Linked DNA regions of Mus musculus: region 2 is linked to region 1. Evidence: chromatin contacts called from public promoter capture Hi-C data. All regions are on one chromosome and are shown on one strand. The core of a region is the stretch at or near the end of the contact, and the rest is flanking DNA. Distances in the headings are between cores, read along the strand shown. Region 1 overlaps Hipk2 (homeodomain interacting protein kinase 2). Region 2 has its middle 15 kb from the start of Hipk2.

The links. Capture Hi-C pulls out chosen DNA fragments and counts their contacts.
Region 2: a contact with region 1 is called in a promoter capture Hi-C map of adipose tissue. The contact joins two enhancer-like sites. A contact is called at or near these places in 7 of 484 Hi-C or Micro-C datasets (the AML12 cell line, the G1E-ER4 cell line, bone marrow-derived macrophages and 2 more), 9 of 115 datasets of contacts at active chromatin or transcription factors (the 3134 cell line, acute myeloid leukemia, bone marrow-derived macrophages and 4 more) and 4 of 9 other capture datasets (adipose tissue, liver, macrophages and 1 more).

Annotation. Positions count from the first base shown.
Region 1 is chr6:38,820,325-38,826,301 of GRCm38.p6, reverse strand. All of the region lies in intron 1 of Hipk2 (homeodomain interacting protein kinase 2), which reads left to right. Among named protein-coding and RNA genes, the nearest start is that of Hipk2, 53 kb to the left of the region's middle. Within about 2 kb of position 2,356, at least 37 of the 459 cell types and tissues checked have an H3K27ac peak or open chromatin away from gene starts, as enhancers often do. A contact at or near this core is called in adipose tissue, where this site is marked.
Region 2 is chr6:38,888,463-38,894,491 of GRCm38.p6, reverse strand. It overlaps a transcript of Tbxas1 not described here. Among named protein-coding and RNA genes, the nearest start is that of Hipk2, 15 kb to the right of the region's middle. Within about 2 kb of position 4,616, at least 7 of the 459 cell types and tissues checked have an H3K27ac peak or open chromatin away from gene starts, as enhancers often do. A contact at or near this core is called in adipose tissue, where this site is marked.

The DNA.
Region 1 (5,977 bases), core at 1,107-3,606:
CTATTTCATATCTGCCAAGCCTAAATTAAACCTTAAATACTGATAAAAAATGATGCCTATTTTTACTTATAATTCCTTCTCTTGAGCTTTGCTGAGTTCAATGAAACTGAGTTCAATGAAAAAAATTAATCATATATAACCCTCACTTATCCCTGTAGTTTCACCAGAGTCTGATCTTCCAGTAGATAATTTGGGTGGTGAAATGGAAAGGAAATGTACTCACATGTGAAGCAACTTTTAGTTCATCCAATTGTGAAATAAAAAGTTATGAAGAAACTAAGCAAATATGTTAGGAAAAATACACTAAGTAAGCCAGTCTTTTAACAAATGTCATTTTTAAATATAGTAGGTTAAAAACTCAAGATCATGAAAACTTTTAGCTTTTTAGGTGAGTATGACAACCAACACTTGTAATCCCAACACTGAGTTGAAGTGTTGAAGGCCAGATGGTCCTACTTGAAGCTAGCTTAGCTATATAGCAAGACCCTGACTCAAAGAGGCAGAAAAAGTTGCCTACAACTCTGAAAGGGTTTCTCATTAAACCTTCAAGACTAAGAAAGACAACGAGCCACAGAGTTGTCCAGGCTTGAGCTTCAAATCAGGGTCTGATTTTGCCCCTATTCCAGGAGCCCACACCATGACCTGATGTCACAGCTTTCAACTCATCCCTGTGTGAGGAGATTGTGTGGGGCATGTGTTAATGGGATGAGCATACCACGATAATCAGACTCCCAAAGACACTTCTCCCAGAGCCACATGTGCACTGGTGCTTGCTAATTTACAATCTGAAGAATGGTCCATGATTTTATACAGAGGCTGGAGTCGAGTGTGATGGAAGTTTGTGGGCATCCATGGCACCCATGAAAAGACTACAAGGCAGATGCTTTGAAACCCGGGTTTATTGTAGATACGTTTTAATGTGAAGTGGGCATTTGCGGGGAACCTAAAGAGCAGTTCATCTTCATTGTTTAAACATGCAGGTTACCAAAAGGCACTTGAAACCTTTGGGACCTGGGTTTGTTTGGTACATAAGACAGTTTTGTCTTTGTTGTAGTGATAAGGAATGACTTAAAATGTTCACTGTCATTCTGTGTGACTGTTTTTAATCAGGTTTATAGGCACTACTTTTTATTTGTCATGAAGTGAGGAATTTATTGCATACAGTTGAGATGTAAGTTAGCTACATTTCTAGTGAGTTTGTAAGTATATCTCTTTTATTGGTAGTTTGTCCATAAGCCCAGAAATATGGAAAGATGTGTTCAATGCTCATGCCTTTGGCCTGCTTAAGAGCCAGAGGCATGGTAGTGAGAATACTCCTTTGTAGACACTTCACCCTATGTATCAGCAATCACTGGATATACAGCCATTATGTAGGGTTTTATCTTGAGAGGCCACCGAGGCTTTTATAGAAAGGTCTGGATGGGCTATACCTCTAAGGAGCAGGTGTAATTATTGCAGATTTATTGTGTTATTCCCTGGGTCCTCCATACTGCCCTTCAGGGAGTTAAACCTATCCTTGCTAGTAGGGGTCAGAGCCACGTTTTCTTCTAAGAGCCCAAGAGGAGACACGGAGATTGAAATTTTATATAGGATCAAACTGAAGATGTCCAGTCAGCGCCTGCCATTTCTGAGGGGAAGTTATTACTATTATTATTTGTGTGTATAGGAGGTCAGTAGTCCTTGAAGAGTACAGGGGTCAAACCATAAAGAAATGAGAGGAAACATTTAGCTTTTCCTTTAGAGTGGAAAACATACAGGTCTCCCCCACCTCTTCCCTGTCCCTTGCCTTAGGGATCTGAACAAATGGAATGGCAGGGGTTGTGGGCTTAACAAAGAGAGCTAAACTAACCAGGAAGGGTTGTTCCAGAAAAGACTTCCAAGGAGAGATGTTTAGACATAAGTTTGATTATGGATGTGAGATTATTTTAAAATGAAGCTACAAACTGCCAGTGTTTTGTTCCTTATAAAGATTTTAGGGCTTAAAAAAATCATCCTTAGTGACTTTCTTTAGCTATATTTTGTTTGAGCATTCTCCTTCCCACATCCACAGGAAGATGGACCATGCCATAGAACAAAGGTAAAAAGGTTGTTGGAAATGTTAGTTCTAGTTCTTGGAATAGTGGCTGTTGACCTCAGCAGTGACCACAGCAGCCCCAGCCAGAGTCTGAGGCAGCTGCTGGCCACAATGATGGGTATAGAGAGGTTCCAGCCATGCAGGTCTCCTTGCTGATCCTGGGCATCTGTCACCCAAGGCAGCCAGTGATTATTTCAACAGTTTATGACCCTTGGCTATCATCCCAATAACAAATAAGTCATAAGCTACCCTCTTCCCCTTTGTAAAATTCCACTCTGCAATGTGGCCTCTCTACCAAGAACTTCTAAAACACTGAGGACAGGGACCAGTGCCTCTGAAGCTCTGTGTGTAATCAGCTTATTTCTTCTTTTCCCCTCCTACTCTCCCTTTCCTTAGTAACTTGAGTGAGAAGCAGGAGACAGTCAAAGGACAGAGCTGAAGTAGATAGATGTTAATTTTGCTTAGTCTCTTCTGTTCATAGGTAGCTTAAAGCCAAGGATTGCTCTCTTCTGTATTACTTCAAGGGTATCAGACCTTTTGACATTGTAACAAAATGCCATTTGCAAATGTGTTGGAGCAAATTCATTAGTGTACTGGAACACATGAAGCCAGCAGGCCACAGGTTGAACTTGTCTGGCTTATAGCATGTGTAACTATATGAATATTTAAGTGATATTAGTAAGTAGAGAATAACTACTTTTTGTGCTATGGTATTAGGAAAATATTGACATAAAAGTAGGTGAAAAGTATGGTTGCATAACAAACCAAAATAACCATGTCAAACAGTAATCATGTCAGACATACACAGGCATATTAGTCATAGTGCCCAGGTGAACATACACAGACATACAGACATACAGACATACAGACATACACAGGCATATTAGTCATAGTACCCAGGTGAACCTTGGAGTCAGCTTTCAAACCAGAAGGGAAGTCTCACCGTAAAGGCAGATTCAGAGGAGAGTTTAGGCTAAGACCAGACCTGCCTCCAGGACGTCAGAGCACATGCTGCCATAGCACAGGCAGAGCATGACTGTCCAGCCAGCGCAGGAGCCGAACAGCCTCTGCCTTGGTATTGTTTTTCATTCTAGAGTATTTGTTTTGAGTCAGGGTCTTTTTTCTTCCTCCTCCTCCTCCTCCTCCTCCCCCTGCTCCTTCTTCTCCTCCTCTTCTTCCTTTTTTGTTTTTTTCGAGACAGGGTTTCTCTGTGTAGCCTTGGCTGTCCTGGAACTCACTCTGTAGACCAGGCTGGCCTCAAACTCAGAGATCCGCCTGCCTCTGCCTCCCAAGTGCTGGGATAAAAGGCGTGCGCTACCACGCCCGGGTTGAGTCAGGGTCTTAATGGGTGGTCCAGAATAGTCTCCAGTTCTTAAATCCTCTCTCTTAGCCTTTCAATCACTGAAAGTTTAGTCATGTACACCATATCTGGTCTTCTCCCTTGCGTCTTAAAAAAGTCTTTATTTGGGTTAAATTGGGCCTCTAAACTGCGTGGTCTTTAGTTGAGAGAAGCAATGACTTCATGGCAGAAGGTAAAAAGTACTGGGGAGTGAATGAAGCAAGTGCAGGAGGTATGCTATTCTAGAAAAAGGGGTGAGGCCGGTCTAGAGTTGAGATTTCTGGAGGATCAGTGGTCGAAGATGAAGCTAAATGGTTGAATGGGAATCAGGATGTGTGTTAACACTTCAGCTTTATCTCCTGGGCACCAAGGAGCCACCAGAAGCTTTTGGACAGAGGAACAATGCTTAGAAGTTTATGTAGTAAGACAAATCTGCGGGCCAGATACAGGCACATTAGCGCTCATTCCAGTGACCAGGATCCTATATTTACTTTAGGGTTGCTTTTGAAAAGTAATGAGGATTTCAGCTATGGGAGTGGCAAAATGAACAGAAATTAAAAAGTTGAAAATGAGACATGTTGCCTTATATAGCTATTTAAATACTTTTAATTTAAAAAAGGACATTTTAAAAGAAGGCGAAATCAATCAAGACTGTCTTTTATTTGCTGTGATAATGAAGACTCATCAAGGTAAGTCCACAGTTTGGGAACCAAGCAACTAGATAAATACTTTATTAATAGAATGGAAATGTTAAAATGAAGCATAAATGGCTATGTTTTAGGGGAAAGACAAGGAGTTCAGCTTTGGAAGATCATTTTAATGTAGTAGGAGACAGAAATAATATTACTGGAATATTCAAGTGGGAACTTGGCTCATGATAAGCATGTGGGAGTTGCCTGCATAGAGATAACTGTTTAAACTGTCTAAATGAATGATGCCTTCCAGAGGAAACAGAATACTAGGAGTGCCAGCATTTTAAAGGAGGAAGAGGAGCTGCCTTAACCCCTGTGTAATTAGCCATTGGGAGGAGGAAGGCAGTTACAGATTCACATTAGAGCAGATAAGAACGTCAAGAAGGAAGTGGTGGTCAGCGGTATCAGATGTTGCAGAGAGGTTAAGGAGAATAGGGGCTGAAAGAGCCATTGGATTAGGCAATTAGGAAGTTATTTACCTTAAGAACACAGGTCTATGATATTTGAATATGTTGAAGGAGAAGGATTAAGAATGAGCATTGAAGAAAAGAGTACATGAAGCGTAATTTATAGGTAAGAAGGAAGGCGTGAAGAGGGGCTGTGACTGTTACTCTTTCTGTCTTGTAAGTTGGAGGTTTGTGCCTGCACACACACTTGGAGGCAGAGGGAAAGGTTAGGTCAGTGATGCATTTGAACAACCTTGTTCAATACCAGCTAAAAACTTTGGCCCCAAAAGTAGAAATCATCAATAGCTTAAAGTGGGGATGGGAATGGCAGAAACAGAATTCTATAGAAAAAATGGGAGACTATGGATTATGGGACTAGCAGAATGTGACTGACCTCAGAATTCTGGGCAAGATAGGTGGGGATCCATTGAAGAGAGGGAGGATTGGGGGACAAAGGATGGCATTAAGAGGGAGGTGTTAAGGAACCACTCTAGACAATGCTGGGGGTCAGAGAGCAGCTGCTAGATGCTTAAGTATCAGTAAAGCTTGGCGGTCTCTTCACCTTCTAAGTGCCATTGTAAGAAATGGCAATGGAGCTGAGGAGGTGGCTGATTCAGTGTGACATAAGCTTGAGGACCTGAGCTCCATCCTTAGCATTCACTACAAAGCCAGGTGTCTGTAACCCAAACACTGGGGAAGTGGAAACAGGAAGATCTCAGGGGCTTGCTGGCCTGTCAGTCTTGCTGAATTGGTGAGCCACATGTTCAGCAGAGAGACCTTTTCTCTGAAACTATGGCAACTGAAAAAGAAACCTGTTATCAGCCTCTGGCCTCTATACACTTAGTACATGCATACTCAGACATGTATACACATGAAAACACACACACACACAAGAAATGGTTATCCAAGGCAGCAAATTGGTTATTTGTTTCTTCTTGTACCTTTAAGGGGTTTTCCTTTCTTGTCGCTGTAGTGTTTTTTCCTTAATCTATATATCACATTTTAAAATTTCCAGTATCACCATAATTATAAGTTGTACAGCTACTTCAGAAAGGTCTTAAGCAGTTTTAAGATTATCTGAGTTGCAAATATGAAATCATAGTTCGTTCACTCTCAGCTTCCATTATGTGTGAGCGTTTACAGACTTTAGGTTGACATCTGGGCCTCCTTTAATCACCTTCCATCTTATTTGTTTTTGAGGTGAGGCCTCTCAGTGAATCTAGAGCTCACCAGTTAGGCTAGACTGGCTGACCAATGAACCCCAAGAACCCACCATCTCTGCCTCCTCAGTGTTGGGTACACAAAGCCATGTCCAATTCTCCTTACCCCATCTGCATATCCAGTGGATGCTGGAAATCACGTTCAATCTCTTATGCTTGCTTGGTGAACAATTTACCCGACAAAGCCATCTCCCCAGCACCTAAAA
Region 2 (6,029 bases), core at 3,367-5,866, 66 kb before region 1:
GAACAGTTTTATTGGGCTAAAAGTCCTCTGTGTCCCACCTCTTTGTCCCTCTCTCGTCCCCAGGCATCCTTGACAATTGAGGACTAGTCTGGTGTTTCTATATCCTTGGCTGTCTTCAAACATCCCAGCTAGGAGGATCCAGTAGCATGGCTTTTCACAATGGCTTCTTTCTCTTGGTTGCAGCACTCATGGGTGGTCTCCTTCTGTGACTAGCTTGCTATTTCACTTGTTTTTGTCCCTGGATGCTATAAGATGGTTTGGATAAATCGTTATTCCTTTGTACAGTTATTTTTAAACCACTACCTTTGTCTAGTCTGTGATCTGCCATCATAGAACTTTGGGCATCTTCTATCTCTCATTTTTTTCCTTTAGATTTTTTAAAAAATGTATTATGTATACAGGCTTCTGCAGGCATGTATGCCTTCAGGCCAGAGGAGGGTACCAGATCTGATTATAGATGGTTATGAGCCACCATGTTGTTGCTGGGAATTGAACTCAGGACCCCTGGAAGAGCAGCCAGTGCTCTTAACCTCTGAGCCATCTCTCCAGCCCTCATCACCTCACTTTTTGAGAAAAAGTCTCTTACTGAACTGGACCTTTTGGCTAGACTGGCTGGCTAAAGCTCTTGAGACACGCTTATTTCTGCCCAGCCACTCCCACCCTAATGCTAGAGTTACAGGAACTTGTGACCAGTGCCCACTTTTCTGTGGAATTTACCCTCTGGTGCTCTTACTCTCACAAGACTCCTACCCTCTGACCCATCTCCGCAGACTGTTTATTTATTTTATTGAAACAGGGTCTCATGTAGCCTAGACTAGCCTCAAATTAACTACGTAGCTGAGGGTGGCTTTGAACTCTTGACTCTTCTGTCTCCACTTTCCAAGTGCTAGAATTAGAGATAGGGATCACTATATCTGTTTGTTTGCTTATTTTTTATTAACAAGGAACCCAACACAGATTCTGGGCCACATTCCATAAGAACTGGATTAATAGCCAGAGTCTTTAACCTCCTAGACTTGAAGAGGAAACACAGAAAAGTAAATGGCCAGGAGCAAAAAGGCTGTGGCTGAAGCCCGTAACTCTTTGACCTCCTAGGGGTTGGCTTTTGGAAGAATCTCTGCGTATTGGTCATGGGGAGGATCCAGGTCTCAGCCCTGTGGTCTAGGGGATTCTATTCTCTGACTTATCAAGAGTTATCAGGATCTAACAAGTTCATTCCAACCAAGTTATAGATTCACATTGATTATTTCCTTCCTCAAAATCAGAGTGTCTATATAGTAACAATATACAGAAAGAGAGAGAGAGAGAGAGAGAGAGAGAGAGAGAGAGAGAGAGAGAGAGAGAGATTGATTCTAGGGCCCAGATATTTAGGTGTAGAATACTTAGTAACCTTTGATATACCAGCTGCTACCATAGTAAATATTGAAGGATTAACTTGCTGTATGTGGAATCAGAGTCTGTGTACTATATCCTGATTCATTCAGGTACCCTGTTCCAACTTGAGAAAAAATTATCTTCCTAGTGGAACACATGTTAGGGTGTATACACACACACACACACACACACACACACACACACACACACACACACAAAGAGCTACATTGTTTCTTCCTTACTTCTGTTTGCTACATTTCACAGGGCCCAACACCTGCTTACATGAGCCATTATAAAATGTTTCTTTGTTTTGATATTTTTAAATCAAGTATTTTGGTTTCTTTTTAATTTGTTTTGTGTGTGTGTGTGTGTGTGTGTTGTGTGTGTGTTTGAGACAGAATACTCCCTATGTAGTCCCAGCTAGCCTGGAACTTCATATGTACATCAGGCTGTCTTCAAACTTACAGAGATTCACCTGCCTTTTGAGTGTGGGGATGAAAGTAGCCCTTCACTATAACCCATTTATAATCACACATATTAAAAAGGCCAAAGTAAGTATGAGTAAGTAGAAGTGAAACAAAAGCCAGAACTCAAAGATGTACAAAGAAAGGTTCCAAGTGTCACATCTCTGCCGACATCTCCACCCTGCCTGTAAATGGCTCGATAGTCAGAGTGTGGGGTGTCAGTCTCCTCAGCTTTCCACAGGGCTTGTGGGAAGACACAAAACACCACTGGGAAGTCTCACATTTCTTTTATAAATATCATATGATACATATTACTGTGAAACTTACTTCATCACTAATATATCATGGACACTTCCCCTTGGTCAACAGAGATAGTGCAAACTCCTTATTTTTAGAAGCCATATCATATTTGATCATTCCTCAGCCGCCTTTGTGGTTAGATGGAGTCACAGCACTGAGTGTTGCCCAAGTAGTGTGGACAGAAGATAGGACACCACTCCTAGACCTGGCCCACGGATTCTACCCATGGAAGGGGGTTCTTTTTTTTCTCCTGTCTGCCAGCTGGAAATGATGCACTGTAAGACTCACCTACATGGGTCTACTGTAGAAACCAGAAACTTCCTTGTGCTTGATGTTTGTATAATCCAGATCATATGTCAGTCAACGGTGTAGTAGCCTCTCACACAATCTCAAAGGATCCATTAATTCATATAAATGTAATCTGGAGTGCAGCTACTTCTCTATGAGATTAAATACATAAGCACAAGAAAGAAGAGTGGCCTGACATTCAGACATCTTACTCATTACACTAGAACATAGTTTAGTCAAAGTGAACTCTAATTTCCTTTGCTCAAGAGTTGAGGGCCCATTTTCTCTGTGAGTGCCACTTCGTGTTCTTTCTTCCTGTTGTTCTCATAAGAGTACAAACTTTCTAAACAATTATTCCAGTTTTGAGGGCTTTTTATTTGTTTGTAGGTTGTGTTGGGTTTTTCCTCCTTTTGATTTTGAGACAGATTCTCACTCTATATAGGCTGGTTTGTAACTCAGCCTATATGTGTAATTCAGAGGGCCTTGAAGTCATGACTCCTGTCTCAGCTTCCTGGATTCTAGCATTAGACATGAGACCTGGCTTGTTGCTTATTGCTTGTTTCTTTTGCTTTTGCCTTAAAGGTGTGGTGAAGGACAAATGAAAAGATGTTGGAGAAGTGAAAGGGAAGGAGCAGGACTTCAAAAACCATCTCTGTGGTGTGGATGCTTCTGTCTTAAACCTAAACGAGCCTCGTTCCCCCTCCATGTGTTTCAAACTAAAGCTCCATCAGCTTCATGGCCGAGACAAACCCAAGATCCTGATGAAACGATGTGGGGTAGAATTGTGGTCACGAGTTTGAGGGGCAAAAGGGAACAGTCACAGAGAGGTGTACGTGGTGGAAATACAGAAGCACAAAGAGACATTAGCATTTGTCCATGGGCCCACCCAACAGAGCTGCTCAGATCCACTGCCACCATTAGGATCAGTAAGACTTGATGGAGAAACAGACCCAGCCCTAAAGATGTTCTAAGGAAAAACACAATTTAGGATACAAACACTTGAGGATGTACAAAAGAGACCATCAAATCATACCCACTGGGCCATGTACTTCCTTGGTTCATCAAGCACATGGGAACTATAGGCATTTTTGTGATTTCTCAAACTATTACAAAAGCCCTGAAGGTAGAGTGTTCATAGCCCCCTCCTCAGAGACGAACTTACTACCATTAGTTTACTACATAGACATAGTATCAAACTGCCATCTAAATCCATATCTCTAAAGCCATAGATTAGCACTGCCCTCAGACCTCATCAGAGAAGTCTCTCTCTCTCTCTCTCTCTCTCTCTCTCTCTCAATTCTATTTATATGAATATACTGTAGCTGTCTTCGGACACACACCAGAAGAGTGAATCGGATCCCATTACAGATGGCTGTGAGCCACCATGTGGATGCTGGGAATTGAACTCAGGACCTCTGGAAGAGCAGTCAGTGCTCTTAACCACTGAGCCATCATCTCTCCAGCCCAAGAAGTTTCTTTGTGCTGCTGATGGCAATTAACACAGTAACGCACCACTGATCCAAGTACAGAGAATAAGTGTCAGTGGTGCTCAGCAGCAAACAGAACATCTTTATGACCACTAACAACCATTAAGGCTCAAGGACTGTTACAGAGGAGGAAGGTGGAAGGGCTGTAAGAACCACAAAGTAAGGGGGACCAGAGCTAAACAGGATCTTGAGATATAATAGGGCCACTCATAGCAGCTGCACAGGACAGAGACAGTTAACATTCTAGCATGAGGGAGGGGGACTAACAAGGTCCAATCCCTAACTATTGAACTGGTGATTTCTGGGTAAGTTGGGAGTGGTTGCTGTTTTGTTTTGTTTTGTTTTGTTTTGTTTTGTTTTTCTTCTTCTTTTTTTAAGGCTATGGCCCGTGACAGATTGAGCATCCTCCAGCGGATGGCCCTGTATCCGTGAGCATATGGGTAGTACAAATAGGATTTGGTGGGGAGGGAAGCAGAGTTGGGAGTGGTCAGGGAGGTGGAATGGATGTGGGAGAAGTTAGGGTAAATGTGATCAAAATACATTGTATAAATTTCTCAAAGGATTAAAAAATCATTGGTTTTGTTTTGTTTGTTTGTTTGTTTGTTTAAAGAAAGGACAAAGGCGAATGCCTAATGGGGTGCTGAGGCAGGAAAGAATGACACATGATCACATCAGGACCCTTGATGAGCAAATCAACGGTTGTCACATACACAGAAGCAGAGAAGGGAAGTCAGACATCTCTTTTGATGATAGTTTATAACATGACTTCTTACTCAGACTTAAAACATTAAAGTTTCTCCAACCATTCCTTCCCAGTTTGGTGTCTCTCTAAACTTGTATTCCTGTTCAGAAATATTCACTGTCCCTCTATCGCCTTATTGAATTAAATTCAAATTCCGCTCCCTGGCACTAAAGGCATACCCAGTCCAGGGCCAGCATATTATCTGGTCCTGCTTTGCACCCATTATTGCTTAACAGTTCTCTGCTGTCTGGGCGAGGCCATCTCCTGAAATGGGTGTTTGGAAGCTAAGTTCATTTCTGCATTCCCAGTCTTAACTCCTAAATCCTCCTAGTTTTTCTCACCCCACCCCAACCCTCCACAGCCATTCCTGGCAGTGCTACTCGCTGAGGTATCCCAGTCCTCTTCTGTATAGTCACCTGTCTCTCTGCTTCTCAAAAGAGCAAGTGGATTGGGCAAGGCAGCTTCCTGGGGGAGTGGCCTAAGAGTGCAATCCTTAGGGACTGTGCACTTGCTCTTCTATCATGGTCTTGAAATGGAGGCGTGTCGGAGGCAGGAAGTCCTTAGACTTCACTTTGAACATGATTGGTTTTGCCGGATGTAGTAGTGCATGACTGCAATCCTAGAACTCAGACGCCGAAGCAGGAGGATCACAAGTTTGAATCCATCTTGGATTACATAGGAAGAGTCTACAAAAACAAAAACAAAAACAAAAAAAGAGATGAGGATAGTAGGAGAAAGAGGAGAAAAAAGAGGAGGAAGGAAAAAAAGAGGAAGGGGAACAGGTCTAAAATCTAAGAATGGATTCCAGCCCTAACCATCCTTAGGTTTGCGGACTCGTATTTGGCAGTTCTGCAGCGAGGTAGAGAACCAAGGCACAGGCCAGGGGCACTAGTCCTGTTTCCGTGCTTCACCCTTGGTCTCAGGAGGATGTGGGGCTGGTAACCAAGGCCCATTCTCTTCAGAGGGGTACCAGTGCACTATATTTGGTTTGTTTGATGGTCTATGTGTACGGGCAGTCAGTCTTCTATAGCTAAGGATCCTGTATCCTTGATCAGGATTCTTTTTAACTGAAGTTGTATTGAACATGTCATTGTTTCTCCTAAACAGTCTAGTATAATGGCTCCTTATAGAACATTTACATTTTGTTAGGGTAAGTAATCGAGACATGATCTAAAGTATACAGGAAGAGTGCTGGCAAGAAGGCTCGGCAGGTAAAGGCCCTTGCTCTACAAGCCTGAGAACCTGAGTTCCATCCCCAGAGCTAACCAAGGAAGGAGAGAACCGACTCTTTTGTTTGTCCTCTGACATTCACACATATTCTGCGATGTGTACACCTGTGTGCACACGTATTACACACATGCAACAATAAAGAAA